2 separate regions of the Drosophila melanogaster genome follow, and region 1 is linked to region 2. Evidence: chromatin contacts called from public Hi-C data. All regions are on one chromosome and are shown on one strand. The core of a region is the stretch at or near the end of the contact, and the rest is flanking DNA. Distances in the headings are between cores, read along the strand shown.

Region 1 (4,469 bases), core at 866-3,365, 1.5 Mb before region 2:
GCCAGGCAGTGCCACCACCAAAGGAGTCCAGGGAGGCGCAGGACTACCTGCAATTCATGAGCACCAACGAGTACTTCCTGCCCAAGAGGGATCCTGACTTCAAGAAACTGGACGCCGAGCGGGACCAGCAGAAGCTGCTCCACCAATATCCACAGCAATACAGACAGCAGCAGCAGCAGCAACTGTATCAGCAACAACAGCAGCAGCATCAGCAACCGCAGCACCAGCAGCCGCAGCAGCAACAAGCGCTGCAGCAACATGTTCCCTACAAAACTGCTGGCCTAGACAACTCAGTCTCCTCCAGTTACAATGAGCCCATACAAGTGTCCGACTTGTTCTACCAGCAAGATCCCGCTCCTGCGAATTCCGCAGTGGTTCGCGGCAGTTACCAGGCAGGTCAGGATGTCTTCGTTGTCAAGTCCGACGGCAACAAAGCCGTTAAGCATGTGGTCTCTACTCCCATGGCGGTCCAGACCACCACTCAATCGCCGTCGAAGAGCCAGCACCTCGCCAAGACCCACAAGAGCTTTACCCCGGAGCCTCTGCGATTCGAGTTCACCGAGCAAGATGCCATAAGGGGATCGATGAAGTACACCCAAGCCCCGCAAGCCAATCAGTACTACTACGAAACCGTGGCCCAAGCTCCCCGCGAGCCCGCGAAATCTCCTGCCCCGAAGATTGAACTCAGCAAGCCCATTAAGGAATACACCGATGACCCAGAGGATAGTTCCGACACTGAAAGTGGAAAGCAGGTTGGTTCTGTTTCTCAATAAATGTGAAAACCGCAAGTAGCTTATATAAGCTAGCATATTTGTTGGCCAAAAAGTGGCCACAAAAACAAGCACTTCCAACCTTTAAGGCATTTTATAATGATTTTTACGCGATTTAGTGAGTACTTAATTTCGATCAAATCGTTTACGGGTTTAAAATAGTACTCTTCTTTGAAAAAATAAACTTAAAAAAATAGTTGATTCTATCAACTCAAGCTACAAAAATTATACGACTCATCAAATACCAGTAACAGTTTTTCCTAATAAGATCAAATTCTTTTTGCTGTGAATTTAGCTCTTACATTTTTAATTTTAAATTTGCCCATTTCAGCAAGATATTCCAAAGGTGCCCACTGTGACGAGTTCAGCTACTCCTGACGATCCAAAGGACACGGAAAACTACTGCGAGAAGATATGTGCTAATGTGTACGATGAAAACGATGAAATAATCTGTGGATCCGACGGATACATGTACACGGGCGAAACCCAACTGCAGTGCTATTCGTCATGCCTCAATATAAGTAAGAGTTTCATACCCAATATATGTATTGTCTGTATATATTTTAAACCAACATGTTCTATTCCAGGTGTGACGATTAAGAGTAAAGGATCTTGCTCTTAAACTAAAATAAAATAAAAAACTGTTTTAATTTAATTTATTCTAGCGATTACAAAATATGCAAATTTAGTGGAAATGGTAAAATGTAGGGTTTTGTAAAAAGTGATTTTGATTTGTTGTTCACGTATAAAAATATCGTGCACTTATAGCTTTCCTATTCATTAAAGTGATAACTTATAAACTATTAGTGCATGTATATTTAAGTTCTACAATATATTTGTATGTATCTCAAAAATCATTCAGAGAAGTTAGTTATAATAAATAAATTAACGAATTGCAAGAAAACATTATCGAAAATCATATTTATATATATAAAATAAGAGACTATCTGGGCTTTTTGCCTTAGGGGCAAAACAAAAGAGACAGGAGCATCTTCTTGCTGAATAAGGGAAACCTGTATAAGGGTTTGGAATTTATTAAGACTTTGTTAGGTGTGGTTTTTACAGCTGTAATCTGTTTGTAATCTGTTTCATTATGGCAGGCAAAATGAAATTTAAAAAAGTGGCTTAATGCTTAAAGGTTATACAGTATTCTTAACAATGTTATAACTCGTTCGAAGAGTAACGGTCTACTGTTCAAGTTAACAGAGGCCAGGTAACATCTCTGCTAATGCGTAACATATATATTAGGCAAGCTGGTAGCTTGGGTGGCATCACCGCCGATAACACTTGTGTAACAATATGCGCTATCGATAGATCACGAACACAAGTAAACCCAGTTGCTTTGTAAAATTTTTTGTGAAAGTAAAGGGAACTTCTGGCGAAATAACTTCAATTTTCCGCTGACTCTCGCACGCGTTCAATCCAATTGACCCCCCTTGTGGAGGTGACACTATCTCCCGAAAGACTTACCAATCCCCCGTGCCGTAATATGAAAGCTTGCTAGCTCGAATTGCCTTTGAACACCACAATCACAAATTGAAATCCTCGATGCGAACGATCCGACAGTCGCAGTGCGAGCCCTAGACCCCGTCCCGGTCGTAAATCCCCAACTCGAGCACGATCCCGTCGAGCGAAGGACTTCCGGAAGGAGCGGCGTGGAAACATGACATCATAGTCGCTGCATATGCTTCCTGTCCCGAATCAAATGTACATAAATATGTATGTATAGCCAGCGTACCGCACATACGCACATATCCCTCGCGACAGAACAGAACAGAGTAGAGTGGAACGGCAGAGCCAGTGACGAACGTAGTGCAATCGAAACTAGTGATTCATGGAAAGCGCACACCTCGGCCTCCTGGAGACGGCGCCACTACCTCCTCCACCCAGCTGTAAGCGATATTTCAGACGTCGGCACCAAGCAACGAACATAAGTGGGTGTGGGAATGGTCACCTTTCCCTGCTCCTGCCCCTGCCCATGTCTCTGCCCCAGTCCAAGCCAGTTCCTCCTGTCAATAGTGCCGGAATTTAACCTTTGCTCCATTCCTCCATGCCTTCATGTACTCATTCACCGCCTTGCCTCTCGCTTCAGATTAAACGTGGTGGTCTGCTGCTAAAAATCTTGCAAAATTGGACAAACCCTCTGCGACTTCGTACGACAACAAGAGGTCGTACCTGCGAACCGTGCTCGGAAGGGAAGCGCCATCAGCGAAGATGGTACTACCTCCTGCACCACGCAACCTCAAAGGTGAGTTGGAGTCATTGCCAAAACATTTAGGGAATATCTCTATTTATTTAAATATTGTTTTTATTTAAATCAGGGCACATAACAAAAAATGATTGAAGTAACAATCGTTGTTTCATATATGCCTAAATAACGTAAAAGCTGGTTTAAAATATCCTTGTATGTAGTGTGTTAAACTGACCAAGTATCCTACAAAGGATTTGTTTCCCTAGGATACTAATTTTTAAATATGCTTCAACTGGAATTGTTACTTCAACGTCTCTGTTTTAAGCAAAACTTACTAGATAAACAACACGTAAACTGAAACCGTTTTTTCGTTTATCGAATGTTTATAAAATGTTCTTGGAAGGAAGTTTACTGAGAACTGTGGAAAACTCGACTGTTGTACCTGTGAGTCTATAGAATCTAATCAACTACTTCTATCATTCTTTTAGGAATACCTCAATTTCTAGCGAGGAGCAAACTGTGCAGGGAGCTAATATACAAAAGTCGGGACACCGTTCGTTTAATAGATCTGCCTCCTCTAGGCAAAAGCCGAACCCGACATCAAAACTAAAAGACACACTAAACAGAAAGCCCACTTGCAAGCAGGGCACACTTTCTGCACACACGAGCACTAGCAGCACCACTTCAATCCAGTCATCACCTATCGAGCCAGCTTCTTCTCTACCCACGCTGAACACCACGCCTACACCACCAGCTGCCAGCAAAAGTAACCTATTTGTGCGGGTGCTAAGACGCTTTTCAAATAACACCCTTCCCGGCAAAACGGCGTCAAGCCCGAAAAACGTGGACGACGTACCGAAAGTCAACGATAACAACAACGGCGATTTAGGCAAACAGCAATCAACCGATGTAGAGGTGCTTTGCTCTCAGGACAACCAGAGCAGGGAACAGAATGAGGACGAAATGGATAGCAAAATAGAACCTGCAGATGCCATAAGCAACCAGAAAGCTGGTCTTACTTCGGGCAAACCTAAAAAAGACAAGTCAGTCAAGGGGACGTCGCAAGCGGTTGTTTCAGACACCAAGAAAATGGAGGCCAGAAAGTCCTCCTCGGACACGGTGATCGAGCCATTGATCAAGCAGCAGGCGCCACTGCACTCGTCAAAGACCACGCCAACGACTTTGACGGCGAACTTCGTGCAAAACATTCGATTCGTCCGTAAAAATGTGGAACAGTCAGGCAGGAACACCAATCCACTGCAGTTCGTTGAACTCGAGACAGAGTTTCCTCGTGACTATGACGACAACATCGAGATGCTTTCCCGCGAGGCGGAGCATCTGGAGGAGCAGTTCCGCACGCCTACGCGCTCCAATGCTACGGATGCCACTTCCCACCATGTGGCCGGAATCATCGACAACATTATAACCGAAGCGTCACGGAGTCTTACAATCGAAAAGACTGAAGACGATGTGCCATTGAAGTCTTCTACCAAGCACTCAAGCGGCGT
Region 2 (4,204 bases), core at 1,494-3,993:
TTCCCAAAAGATGATTGGGCGTCAAGTAAAATTGTAAGAGAAGCCTTCCGCAATCGATTTGACCTAGATTTTTTTTTTAAAGGGGCACGACCAGCTTATCAGCCACACTTCTGATGTCATTTATAGTAGTTTCTATAATTAGTTGGCTCGAAAATGCGTGATTAATGTAATTCACTTTGCTTCCAAAAACAAAACATTTTCTATCTTTAAGGCTTATTCACTTTTAAGGAAACACGAATAGAATTCAATGTAATAGAATGATATGACAATAACCGTTTAGAACATTTAAAAAAAACTGCTGAAGATAAACGGGTGTATGTCATGAAATTCTCATTTTGCACTTGTGTTATCTTTGAACTTTATTCATTAGTAATATTTTAGACACAGCCTACCAATGCCACCATAAATTACTCGAATTCCAAACGAATTATAATGTAATGATGCCCTACATTCTGGATGGTCTTCAAATTGTAAATAATCACAAGGAACGGGAATTTCTCCATATCTTGATATCCATGTAGTTAGGTTGTACGACACAAAGCCCTCTTACTTGACACCTTTGCCAGATAAGAAAAACTAATAAACCAATCGTGTGAAAAGTAAAGCTTCATTTTTCCTATAAAACTGAATAAAAGAAGTGTTTGAAATATTTTTCATAACACGTCGCTTTCAAGTCTCAAATTTATTGTTTACAAATTTAAAGAACCGTGAAGGTAACACTTTTAAAATGAATTTTCACTAGCACAGCAGATCAGCATAATCACTTGACTGAGGGAGCCACTTGTTGGGATGTTGGGAGTGGAAATTACGAGATTTTCGACTTTTCGATTCATGAAAACGTGAAGGTTGCGAAATTGGTGCGGCGCGTAGGTAAATATGAGTAATAAGACCCTAATACACACATATGTATGTACATATGTATAAGGCATGAAAAGAAGTCGAAACGGGTTAGCGAGCACAGGCCATGTGAATCACTGAGTGCTTTCAACTTTAATGTTTATTCAGAAGCAATGTCTGAGAACTCTTCTTAGCTTTTCTGGATTCTCACTCCAAAAATCAGTCCACAAAGTCACACCATTACGAGCACTAACTCCAATTTTTACATAGCAGTGCAGCATTTACATACATACATAGGCGATGCATATGTACATAGCACATCGGTGTACAAAGATAACATGTGTCTCTTTTTCGTGGGCCTAATTTTCCGATAAGGTAAGTAAACAAACACACGCACACACATCACTCCGAATCGCCGTGATAAACTTCGTGCACCTGGCACTGGGTATTTTATTGGCTTAAAACACAGAAATGCACAATTCTCGGTTGATATATCTTTTTGGAAAATGTTTGGTCCACATACAAACGCACTCAGGTACATATGTGTGTATACCTTTGTAATTTAGAGTGGATCCCACAACTTGTCTGGAACTATCTAATATTCGGTGTTTTCGCTGGTTGCTCGGTAACTTCGGGGGCGATCACTTTCATCGGTTTGTATTTTCATTCATCTCTGATTTCCGGAACTCTAGACGCGGATTACACACTCACATTAATTGGCAGCTGCATGTACATATGCACCACTAACTACGATCGCCGATAACTCCGCCCGCTATTGCTCTCTCTTGAAAATGCTAAAATCGATTGCAAGAATCGAATATTGCGAGACTCGATGACAGCACCGATAGTGCGTAGCCGATAATTTCCAGATCGATTATACTGCTAAGCGCGAATTGACACGAATTTAAGCGAGGCCTTTGTCTAATAAATACAAAATTTTCGAACAATACAAAAAAATCGCTTTAATAACCTTTCAACAAGTGGTCAAAACCAATTGTCAAGACTAATTAAATGTTTAAATTATTTGTATGTTCGCCAATAAAAATAAATTCTGAAACAAAATAATTTCCTTCACGAATAACTCTTTATCTTACGTTTTAAAGGGCTGCATTTAAGATAACAACAAAATTTGTAATATGGAGATATTATAAAAAATAATATTTTGGTTTTTGTCGAGTGCAATTTTAAAGAAAGCACTTAACTAATTAAAATGAAGTCCTATTTATTTGGTTCGCCTACAATATTGTTGTTGCTTTGGTTTCTTCTAAAGGAACATATCAAACTGATATGTGAAAAAAGTCTTTAAACTGTATCAAAATTTGGAAACAGCTTTATTTAAATGCTATAGTTTTCATTAAAAACATGGATCCCTGGCAATATATTTGGGTGTCAATTAAGGTTGATGCCCCCTAAAAATATCACAAATCACTAGGACGTATACAAGGAATGGAACCCTTTGGTTTCCCATAATCCTCATTGCAATGGCTTCGCAATTCAAGAAATGTAGCCCAGACCATCGCAGAAGTTTCCTGTGCGGAGGTGTATGTTGTGGTTTATTCCACTGATTTTTGGTTGGATATATTTGGTTTCTCATTATCTGTATCACCACAGGGGGTTATGCAACCCCAATTCACTGTTACACTTATATGTAAAGCAATATTATCGTGGACTATTGGTCAACTCGGACGTATTTGTGGCACACAACACGAATACGTACATATTTCTGCATTTTACAGATAAACATCACTTGCACTGGAAATGCGTATGGGCGCAGATACATTTATCGACTCGCGTATCGTCGCCTAAGCTCGAGTCATATTAACGGAACAACGCGACTTTCGATTGAAACATACTTTCCCTTCTCATTCAATTGCTACCGACGACGCACACCGTTTACTGCGATTTAAAGCAACTTAAACCGCAGTCAATGAGAACAGAAATTCAACTGATTCGACTTTTCGTTTCGAGGTCCTAACGAGTTGGGCCATGTCCTGCGCTTGCAACCTCCAGCTGCAACCTCCAACAGCAACTTCGAGCTCATCCGGACCAGCTTGAGCATGGAGCACCCCTATTTCCCCTTCTGTTATTGAGTCCTTTGACCCTCTCTGGTAAAAATATCCCAGCTTTATTGCGGAGAACATGCATATGTCTGACTTGTTACATGTTTTAGACAAATGTATTTGTTATTGCTAAATATTTTGTGAGGCTAGGAAAATGCTCCACTTCACTGTTAGATGCAATTTGTTGCCTTCTGCAGATTTTTATGTTTTATTTTTTTTTTTTCTATTATGTATTATTATTACTATTTATCAAAATATATTTATATTTTATAGAAACTTGGGCAATTTAATACGGCATTCCTGCGATAAAATCGATTTTATCAAACGCGCCATCTGGTGGGATTTTCATGTAAATTTCCCTCGACCGTAAAATAACAAAGTCGGTATTATTACGATAAAAAAAATACCAAGCGAAGCTAGATTTTACTTGCAAATACAGCATACAGCATTTATAGGACCTTCAAGCCTGTTATCCACTCTTTGGTCGACACTAAAACTTAACATTCTACAATAATTAGGCTGAAAATGAACAGGTAGAAATTATTTTACAACTTTTATTTCCGTGACAATGTTATTTGACAAGCCATTATACTTGGCTCACGGCATTGGTCTGATTAGCATTTTGCACGACTTCAGGGGATATCTATTACCAACATTCCAATTACCCCACCAAATGCCATCGGTCGTGTCCAACTCAACTTTGGAATTCCGATATTTTCCGTTCAAGTTACTGAAAAAGAATTATTTTTCAAAATCATTAAACAAAAACAAGTTCATACATACCAGTTCATTGTACCCCACCATTTCGATGATTCCATTGCAAACGGATTTCCAACAATAATATGGTTTATATGACTGCGAAATGCGTCGCCAGCATTTCCTGAGTATTCGCCAAGGGAAAGCAGTTTGTATTTCTGTTTTTCATCGCCAATAACAAAATTATCATATCTTGCATAAGCACTAGCATTGTCGAAATCGACGAGCTGGATATATAGTTCCATTCGTCGATGTGTCGTCATTTTATGCAATTTTTGTAGGCCAAGCCAGAACTCGCCACCCAAATCCCCACAGCCCGTTATTATATTTGATTCAGTGGCGTTATCGAAACTGCCATCGATTCTACGCTGGATTATCATCCAACCACGACCGGCAGAAGGAATATCCTCGAAAACTGAGGCAAAGGGTTCGAAATCAGGTAGTGTCACCAATTTAATTGAAGGCAACTTGGAAGAGCCCAGTAATACGAATTCATCGTGGTCCTTATTATTAACGTTATACTCAGACAATATCTCTGTCATTTTCACTAT

The links. A called contact is a pair of places that touch in the nucleus more often than the background predicts.
Region 1: a contact with region 2 is called in a Hi-C map of the Kc167 cell line, with 3 times the contacts expected there. A contact is called at or near these places in 18 of 107 Hi-C or Micro-C datasets (the D17-c3 cell line, the Kc167 cell line, the ML-DmBG3-c2 cell line and 6 more) and 1 of 7 datasets of targeted methods (the Kc167 cell line).

The regions. Positions count from the first base shown.
Region 1 is chr3L:21,552,574-21,557,042 of dm6, reverse strand. It overlaps Wnk (Wnk kinase), which reads left to right and starts at 2,115. Exons shown (of 12, transcript NM_001275243.3): 1 at 2,115-2,662; 2 at 2,863-3,018; 3 at 3,450-4,469. The coding sequence starts at 2,900. CG7173 reads left to right here. Exons shown (of 3, transcript NM_141073.4): 1 at 1-752; 2 at 1,102-1,291; 3 at 1,358-1,670. The coding sequence ends at 1,392.
Region 2 is chr3L:20,003,840-20,008,043 of dm6, reverse strand. It overlaps kug (kugelei), which reads right to left and starts at 2,743. Exons shown (of 21, transcript NM_001300197.1): 1 at 2,555-2,743. CG7668 reads right to left here. Exons shown (of 3, transcript NM_168830.2): 2 at 3,681-4,204; 3 at 3,210-3,627. The coding sequence ends at 3,495.